Linked DNA regions of Pan troglodytes: all the other regions are linked to region 1. The links are chromatin contacts, called in public Hi-C and HiChIP or PLAC-seq maps. All regions are on one chromosome and are shown on one strand. Each heading gives the region's core, a stretch centred on a gene start, on an enhancer-like site or on the middle of the called end of the contact. The rest is flanking DNA. Distances are from core to core; before and after follow the strand shown.

Region 1 (3,139 bases), core at 12-2,511:
TATGCACAAACATGTTCCTAACAAAAGGAGGAGGAAATACTCATGACAATTACAGTCCTCATTTCTGCAACTGGTCACATGGTCATAGTTCGTATTGATGACTACCTTCTTCGATTACCCATTCTGAATTCCATTTGCCTTCAGCAAGCACCTCAGCAGATTATGTTTTTTTACCTGATGGAGTGACCCAAACCTTCATTCCTGAAGGGTCTGGGCCATTTGTCATCCTGCCTGGATTGGGCTGTTGCAGTTTCCCATTGACCTTAATCACAGGGCATGGTAATATTAAGAGACGCCCTACGTGATCTCCTGTATTCCACGCATCCTTCCTTACCTCCATTGTGGAGTAGTAGACTGATTTCATCTTGATAGTCTGGGTCAAACACTGTAACTCCCTTCTTAGCAAGTTGGCTTAAAAGTAAGAAGAGCCCAAAGTGGCCGGGTTGCAATCTTAACTTCCAGCTTAATGGAATCATTGTTGTGTCTCTTGGTGGCAGCATTCCTCCCTCTGGAACTAAGACCTCTAGGCCAGCAGAACATAATGCCGTGGAAACAACCGCTATTTTGGAAACATCTAAATGCACGGGTCTGCACTGGACATTGCAGTCCTGGGATATAGAGAGTAATTTCCCAGAAGGCCTGTCTCAGGAAGTTTACAGCCCAATAGAGAACTTCATATAATGTAGGTGTCTCCATTCATGAAGCACGCATAATTTGGAGGTAGCTGTTAAGGGGTTCCTGCATGCAAAATGTCACATTGGGTCTATTACTCCTTCAGGAGTATTAAACCAAGGCTTTGAGGCTTGGTACAAGTTTGGGGGCACAGTTTGCCATCCATGACAATTAGTACATCTGTCTTTTCCCTGCTTCAGGGCTGGTGTCCAAGCTGAAATGGGAAAGTGTATCATCTTAAATGTGTGTGTGCTCCCTCACTCTGCATCCATCTCTTCCTTCACCAGCCTTGCCACCTCCTTTCCTCCAGCCCTGCCACCCTCACTGCATCCTTGCCCAGCCCTGTCCTTCCCCCAGGTTCTTCGTATCTCCTTGGCCACACTGCCTTCCTCCTTAACAACCTGCCTCTCCCCTTGCCCACCATCGCCGCCTTGTCCCTCGGCCCCCACTCCTCTAGCCCCATCCCTTGATGCCTACCCCCTCCCTTCCTTCCGACCCGCCTCCTGTGTCTCCCAGCCCTGCTCTGACGTGGGAGGTGAGGGGGGGTGGGGGGGATGGATGACTCACAGTGTTATGATGCAGTTCCACAACACACAGCCACATTCACCCACAGACCGAGGTACAGAACGAGAGACAACCTCTGCCCCCCCAGCAGCTGGCCAGCTTTGCAGCCCCAGTCTTGAGCCCCCAACTACCCTCCCCCCACCCACCCCCATCCCCTTCCCAATTGAAGGAGCGGAAAGAGAAGAGAGAAGAGTGAGCAGAGAGATTGAGAGATTGAGAGAGAGAGAGAGAGATAGACGGAGATCTCTGGAGCAGACCTCAAGGTGAGGGGGCAGCCCTTCTCCAAATGAATTTTTTTCTCTTTGCAAATTTCCTCCTCCTGCTGCGTGTTGCTTTCTCCCCTTTGCAAAAGCATTATTCATCCACCCTTTGTCCTCCCTTCCCCCTCCCCGCTGCCTCCGCTCCTCTCTCTCGGTTCCTCCATCCCTCTCCAAGCTCTGACGATTCCCGCACTTATTTCCCGGCAACTTTGGCTGCAGCATCAGGCATCACTGTTTATTGTTTTGCTGCTGGTGCAGACCCCCAAAGCCTGCCCTGGGAGCTGGCGGTGCTGCTAATTATTTGGACCATACCATACTGAGAATACCAGCCTGGGGGGTGCCAAAACCTCAGAGCAGATGAGAAAATCCATTGTGAGCAGGTGTCCCCCCCTTTCCTTTTCCCCCCTGAGAAGCACGAGATTCGCACCTGGTTCCTCCAGCCTCCGCCTCGGCGCCTCTGCTGTCAGCTGTCAGTTGCCCCCGCCAGCCCTCCCTCTCCCCTTTCTCCTACGGTCCAGCCCCGTCTCACTTCAGGGGAACATCTCTCCCCAGCACTCGGCTTGCCTTTGTTTTTTCTCCAGTCATTTGCCCAACTTGCTTCTCCCTGTGATCCGAGATGGGTGAAAAAATGACCCCTACTCCCCTTTGTGATTCTCTGGCCTTCTGTGCAGCCTTTCCTTGGCTTGACTGGGAATTAGGGGAGAGGGAGGGAGGCGTGACGGCCGGAGGCTGGAGAAGGAGCTCAGGATTGGGGACCCAAGCTGCCCCATTCCCCATGCCCCTTGAAGAAGGTGTTTCAAGGTGGTGCATGTCAGAGGGGAACTCGCTGGCAAAGTTGAAGGCAAACCTGTGAAGCAGAGACTGAAAGGTGGTCTCTTGGCGAGGAGGGCCCGTTTCCTGCAGCCGGAGCCCAATGTCACCCTGAACTCAGCCCAAGGTGTCTTCCTGGGGCCCAGTCCGGAGGAGAGGACCTGAAACTGAAGATAGTCTCTATGGAGGTTTTGCGGAGAGACTGCCTGGCGGCCTTCAGAGAGAGTGGAACAGCTGGGTGCTTGTGGCCACTGCGGAGGACAGGACGAGGAGAGCCTGTATGCCCTGGCTAACCAGAGCCAACACTGCCTCTTCTCTGCTTAGTGCTCTAGCATTGCCAGAGTGCCCAGCTGGCATCTCTGAACCAGACTTAGGCTAACCACCCACAGTGGGCTGGGAAGCCCTATGAAGGAGAAAGCAGCAGCTCACCTGCTTATCGGAGCCAACAGGGGCCACCTCCCTTCTTATCCTCTGCCTCCAGCACCTTCAGCCACTCGGAGGCTGGCGCGTGGGCAGAAGGCAATCTTCCTCTATTCCTAATCAGAACCCAGCAATTACTTCATCTTCAGTCACCCACAGAGTCACTGCTGTTTGTCCCTGCCCCTGGGAGAAGGTAGAAAGAAACATTTTCTGCCTTGTGCCCCAAAGCACAGCTGTTAAAAATAAGAGTCCCCCTTCTGCTGTTCGTTGTGGCCGTTGCTCTCACCCTACCACACAGCCCTGCCCAGCCCAGGAATCAGGCTCCTCTGACATGCTACTCATTTCCCATTGGCTCCAGCTGTCAGATTGCCTGAAGAAAATGTATTTTCTGCCTAAGTCTTTAACCAAGGGCT
Region 2 (2,890 bases), core at 31-2,530, 170 kb after region 1:
TATATTTACATTTACCTTTAACATTAAAGTGAGGCTTTAAAGTAAATAAATAAATAACGTGAAGCTTTAAAATTATCTATATCAAGAGAAGACACCATCAGTGAGGACAAGAGATCCTGCAGAAAGACATACCTTATTTATCCAGCCCTGCACCTGCTTGTGCCTCTGGGACATAAGCCCTGGAGGTTAGAGCAAGTCCCCAAATGAAGGGAAAACTAACATTGGTTTAGGATCTGTCTGTTCTACACAGCTATCTCATTTTATCCAAACTATAGCCTAAGAGGTTGGTGTTGTCATTCTTTCTTGTCGCTGTAGGAAACAAGCCCAGAGAGGTTAAGGCACACACCCAAGGGCACACAGTGTTAGGTGGTGGAGCTCAATTTGGAACCTCGGCAGTCCGTGGAAAGGATAGCTCTGCAGAAAGGAGGTCCCAAGCTTCTTTCCGGTTCTCAGCTGCTCCTGGGGCCAAGAGTGACCTCAGAGGCCTTGGCCATCCCCCCCACCTCCAAAGGTTGGCTCTGTAAGACAGCATTCCAGCTAAGCCATTTTCCCTCCCTTTGTCTTTGTTTCTCTTGAGAAGTTAATAAGAGAGACTGACCCCTCCGTTTTCAGATAGGAAAACCTGTCCTCAGGGGTCTGGAGACTTGGCAAAGTCACATCGCAGATCCCTGCTGCTCTGAGCCCAGACTCCCGACTTCCAACACTGACTTTTTTTGTTTTTGCAAAGTACAAAATCAGAATTGGCTAGCACCCACCAGCGGGTTCGGCTGGCTTTCAGTAGGCTTGCCGGGGTCTCTGCACTCTGTGTCCGGGATCCTCAGTTTGCGAATAGTCTGGGGAGGCTGAGCGCGAGCCAGGAGCGGACCCGGGGGTGGGGGGAAGCGCCACGTGCGCGCCAGGTCCTTGGTGTGCCCGGCAGGCGGCGCTGCGTGGCTGCGGCTGGCTCCGAGGGTGCGGGGGGCGGCGACCCGGGAGGGAAAACCCCTGCCTCTTCCCGGGTCTTGGGCTGCAGAGCCCCTACCCGGGGCTTGCTCTGCCCGTCCTTTAAACTCGCCCTACACCCTCCCCGACTCCCGTCCTTGCAAGCGTTATCTGCAGCCTCACCGGCCCTCGCAACGGTGGTGGTGGTTGGTGGGGGGTTTCGAAACTTGCCTCTGGCCAGCCGGACCCCGGTGGGAGATGGAGGCAGAAATTCCGGCCTCCTAGGAGAAGGGCGTCTGCTCACTCCCCCACTCCCCGGGGCTTGGGGAGGGGGCTGGGCAGGGGCGGAAGCGAGCTGGAGCCGTGTTTGTCGCGGCGCTGCGGAGTGGAACAGATGGCTGGGGAGGGGAGAGGGTGCGTGGCGGGGAGGAGGAGGGGTGCGGGGGCCGGAGGATAGGGAACGAGGAATTTCGAAGCCTGGAGTCTCCCAGGAGAAGCCCCCCTCCCCGTCTTTTCCCAGAAAGGGGGGCATATATGCGCCTGCCTTTTTCCCGGAGAGCCCTGGCCTCTGCCCTGTGGCAGACCCTGCCGCGCAATCCTCTGCCCCAGGGCGCGCCCCTCACCCCCAAACCCCCACCGCGGGACGGGGTGGCGGGGTCAGGACCGCCAGGAGCGGCCCGGGTCGCGAGGGTTAATGGGGCCGCCCTCCCAGGGGCGAGGAGGCGGCGGGAAACGGGCTCGGTGTGGGGAACGAGTTCTGGGATCGCAAATAGCAAAGGAAAAACATGTTAATTGGAGCTTTATGCAGATGAGCTAGGACTGGGGACTGTGGGGTAGAAGGAGGGACAAGGTCGGACCTCGAGGAGCGTTGGTGGGCTCTGGCCGGGGGAATGATGGACGCCTATCCAGGTATCTGCGTGTTGAGCCTCCCGGGAAGGCCGCTGGTGCCCGGGGATGAGAGGCTTCCTCTCTGACCCCCGCCCCAGAAACAAGGTGGGGGGCTCTCCAGGGTCTCCACGTCCTCGGTCTCAGATTGCCACGAAGAGAGGGCGGGGTGCACCCTGCAAGTGTCTGCTTCGGTTTCTGGCTGCTGACCTGTCTCACCTTGGCTGTGGCCCCCTCCTCCCCAGTCTGGCTTGGTCTCCACTCACTTTGCCTCCTCTATCTGTTATTCCCCACACCTGGCATCACCCTTTCCACTCGGTATTGTCTGAAACCTTCCCCAAGTGTGACCCCTTCCCCCTTTGCATTTTCCTTTCTGCCCCCCACAGAACCACTCCACCTTTGAGGCGTGTCTCAAACTTTGGAGTGCTTCATAACCCACCTCCACTTGCTAAAATGCAGATTCCAGGGCCCCCTTAGCTGTCTGATTCAGCAGATCTGAGGGGCTCAGGAATCAGCTTCCTACTTAAATCAGATGCAAAAGGCCCTTATTTTATAGAAACACTGGGCAAGGGATTGGTGGGCTGGAAAGATTGGGTAAGTCTCCTTTGACAGCCCCCACCCCTTCCTCAGTGCTCACCTCTCCACACAGGAGAATTGAAACTTTCACCAAGTGCAGTCCTCTCTGCTTCTGTATGATGATACCAGGCGTGGAGAAGATGGAGGGAGGGAAGGAAGGAAGGAAGGAAGGAAGGAAGGAGTCTGTGCCTGGCTCTTCTCTCTCTGAGCAGGGTCTTCCCTTCCTCTCTCCACTGCCCACTTCCCTCCCCTCTGCTAGGGCTTTACCATCTATCCTCCTCTCTCACTCCACCAGCCTTGCACACTTTCTTATTTCTCTGCCACCTCCTCACCTGAAGTTTCTACAAAGGCCAAAGGATCTTGAGGTGGGGAGTTTGGGCCTGAAGAGAAAGGGGAGAACCAACCAAAGCTCCTACCTTCGAAGCAATAGCCAGAGACATCTTTGGGGTTGGAAGAAAAGCTGGAAGAGGGAGGCAGAACTTGAGGAAAGAGAATAATAACAGCAAGC
Region 3 (2,827 bases), core at 277-2,776, 190 kb after region 1:
AGGCAGGCGCTTTGGGAATGGAGGGCTTCCCACGTGGAAGTGGTTACCAGAAGCCTCTTTGTCTCATCCCTGGGCAGCACCCCCAATCCCCAGTCCCTCTCTCTCAGCCTTTCTCTTCCTCCTCCTCTTCCCTCCTCTCCAGCCCCTCTCCCATCCATGGTTCCCTGTCTCCAACCCTCTTCTCCGGTTCCTGATACCCCTTCTCTAGTCACCATCCCCATCCTTCTCTGGTTTCTGATCTTTCCATTCTCCTTTTCCATTCCAGTCCCCAGGGTCCCAGTCCTGATTCTCTTTCCCGCTACCTCCATCCCAGGATTCTGGGTCCCTGTCCATAGTCTTCTTCCCATCCCTCCCCTGATCTGGTCTTTCCTCTCCTTCCCTCTTCCCACTTCCCTCCACGCTTTTCCCGTCTAACCTTTATTCCTTCTCCCCCTCCCCCGCTCCATCTCCCTCCTCCTTTGAGCTTCCCTCACCACTTTCTCCATCTTTGAGTTCTCCTTCCTATCCCTCTCCCCCTGACCCCTCCCCACCCCACCCCCAATCTCTGGCCCACACCCTTATCTGTCACTCAATCAGTAGAACTATCCTCTTTCTAGCGCCCTCCATCTCTCCTACCAGAGAGGGCCACTTGGATTTCCCTCTGCGCCTCCTACCTCCCCAGACAGCCCCCTACCCACATCTCCTGTCTTCCCAGGTGGCCAGAAAGTGCTGAGGCACCGGGCAGGAGGAGTTGCTGAGTCGGCGCTTCCCCAGCCGGCCCGAGTCCTCAGCGTCCCCCGGAGCAGGTGGAGCGGGGACAGCGGAACCTGAGCCTCCCTCCCCGCTCCGGGCCGGGTCCCCCTGCCCCCTGCGTCCCACCTCGGTCACGAGCTCCTCGCACGCGCCCGCGGGCTCCCAGCCAAGTGCCCTCCTGCTGAGAACAGCCCTGGCGGCGGGGGCGCGGCCCCAGCGCTGAGCTTTTCCCCTTCCCCAGGTTACCCCACCTCCCCAACTGCCCCACCCTCAATCCCTGAAAGAGGGGACGCCCTGCTTCTCTCCCCAGGATGCCCTCCGCTCTCCCGCCGCTGGCGTTCTTACCTTGCAGCAGGCGCCTGAGCCCGGGCAGCATCTTGTCTCGATGCTCGGGGGAGGGGGCAGCGGGGGGAGGGCGCTCCCACTCGCTCCCTGAGCCCGCCGGATGCACGGCGGGGACCCCGCGGGGCTCCGGGAGGGCCCGGGAGTCCCCGGGCTGCGTGGCCGGGCCGCGGCGCTCTACCCTGCGCCGCCCGGGCTGCGGGCCTCGGGAGGAGCCATCGGCCCCGACGGGACGGGGCGGGGCGCGACGGGGCGGGGAAGGCTGGGGCTGGCCGTCGACGCCCAGCGCCCGCGCCCCGCTAGCTGCGCTGTCCGCTCGAGAGTCCGTCAGTCTGTCGGTCCGTGTGCCCAGGCTGCTAGCCGAGGGAGAGTGGGGACAGCGAGGAAGCTCTTCCCAACCACCCCCACTCCTTCCCGCACTCGCTGGCTCCTCCCTCGTTTGCTGGCTTGCCGACTTAACCCTTTCTCCACCACTAGGAGGCGGGAGCGGCTTTCTAACCCCCTCCACCCCGCCCCCCCCCCCCCCCCCCCCCCGCTTAAGCGACCCGGAGGACTGTGTTCGATCGTCCTCTCGGCGCCACTCTTCTAGAGAAATCCCTTCTTGGGGGAATGCGGTAGTTTAGGGGAACCCCGTGGACTTGTCCTGTTCCCCCCTCCCAACTTTCCAGGAGAAGATGAGCTTCTGGGTCACCCCCTCCCCCGCCCCCAGCCGCGTCCCTCGCGCCAGTGTCCCAGCCTCCAGCATTTCTGTCCCCTGGGACAGCTCCAAGATTCCACTTTTCCTTCCACTCCCAGACCTCAAGCCCAGTGTGCGACTATAAGAATAGTATATGCAAGAGTTTGTGCGTGCAAGATCGAGTGCATATGAGCGTGCACGTGCGCGCAAGGATGCTTGTGCAGGTGTGACTCAGGATGCTTGCCCGTTACCCTTTGTACGGGCTTGGGGAAGCGGGGGGGCACGTGAGTGTGCACACGGGTGAGCCGCTGAAAGTCCGCCAGCGTGCATGTCTGAGCTGGTGGGAAACGTGAGGCTGTGCGAGGTTTTGCGCTTGCGATCTTGGGGATGGGTGGAAAGAAATATGTGCCCGGTGTGTGTATGCCCCTTAGTGCATTTACAAGCGGGTGCGAGATGGGCGCGCGTGCGAGTGTGTGCGTTTTTTTGTGTATGTATGATGTGTCCGGGAGGGGAGACCTTATCTCCCGCGGGGGTGCAGGAAAGGACCCAAAGCTGGGGAGAAGACTGTTGGCTTCGCGTGAACTTCCTCTACCCCCTTTTAAAGAGGGGCGGATTATGGTCTCACTGGAGCCCCTCTGGCCCTTCGTGGCCTGGTCACAGGCGGTATCAGCAGACCCATCACCTAGGCACTTCCCTACAAAGGCTGCAGGGCGGTTGACCCAGGTCTTGACTCGGCCCGGCGCGTCCGCGGAGCCGCCCCGGCGTAGGATAGGCTCGGGGCCCTCTGGGGAGCCGCTTCGGGTACGGTGGCCAGGCAGCGCTGGCGGGGTTGGGGCTGCTGGAGCCGCAGGTGCGGCGGTGCCGGGGCTGCTGAGCCCCCTGGGCTGCCGCTCCCGCGAGCACGAAAGCCCCTCGCCCCGCTGCCCGCGCCGCGGCTCCTCCTTTCCTATCCGTGCCAGGGTCCAATGCAGTGCCTGGCATACAGTCGGCTCTTGATAAATGTTGGTCTTATTCTTCCCATTCATTCTCTGCTCCTTCCACGGTCTCTCGTTCTTCTCGCGTTCTCATTCGATTTCT

The links. Hi-C and Micro-C count contacts between places; a contact is called where the count stands out from the background. HiChIP or PLAC-seq counts read pairs in DNA pulled down with a chosen protein or histone mark.
Region 2: a contact with region 1 is called in a Hi-C map of stem cell-derived neural progenitor cells, with 4 times the contacts expected there. The contact joins the enhancer-like site here to the promoter of YPEL4 in region 1. A contact is called at or near these places in 2 of 7 Hi-C or Micro-C datasets (induced pluripotent stem cells and stem cell-derived neural progenitor cells) and 1 of 1 datasets of contacts at active chromatin or transcription factors (stem cell-derived excitatory neurons).
Region 3: an H3K4me3 HiChIP or PLAC-seq map of stem cell-derived excitatory neurons shows a contact between it and region 1, with 4 times the contacts expected there. The contact joins the promoter of RTN4RL2 here to the promoter of YPEL4 in region 1. A contact is called at or near these places in 1 of 7 Hi-C or Micro-C datasets (induced pluripotent stem cells) and 1 of 1 datasets of contacts at active chromatin or transcription factors (stem cell-derived excitatory neurons).

The regions. Positions count from the first base shown.
Region 1 is chr9:59,921,386-59,924,524 of NHGRI_mPanTro3-v2.0_pri, reverse strand. It overlaps YPEL4 (yippee like 4), which reads left to right and starts at 1,261. Exons shown (of 5, transcript XM_508436.7): 1 at 1,261-1,499.
Region 2 is chr9:59,754,736-59,757,625 of NHGRI_mPanTro3-v2.0_pri, reverse strand. No RefSeq gene overlaps it. Among named protein-coding and RNA genes, the nearest start is that of RTN4RL2, 22 kb to the right of the region's middle. Within about 2 kb of position 1,280, at least 10 of the 24 cell types and tissues checked have an H3K27ac peak or open chromatin away from gene starts, as enhancers often do. A contact at or near this core is called in induced pluripotent stem cells, stem cell-derived excitatory neurons and stem cell-derived neural progenitor cells, where this site is marked.
Region 3 is chr9:59,732,665-59,735,491 of NHGRI_mPanTro3-v2.0_pri, reverse strand. It overlaps RTN4RL2 (reticulon 4 receptor like 2), which reads right to left and starts at 1,526. Exons shown (of 3, transcript XM_016920901.4): 1 at 1,078-1,526. The coding sequence starts at 1,108.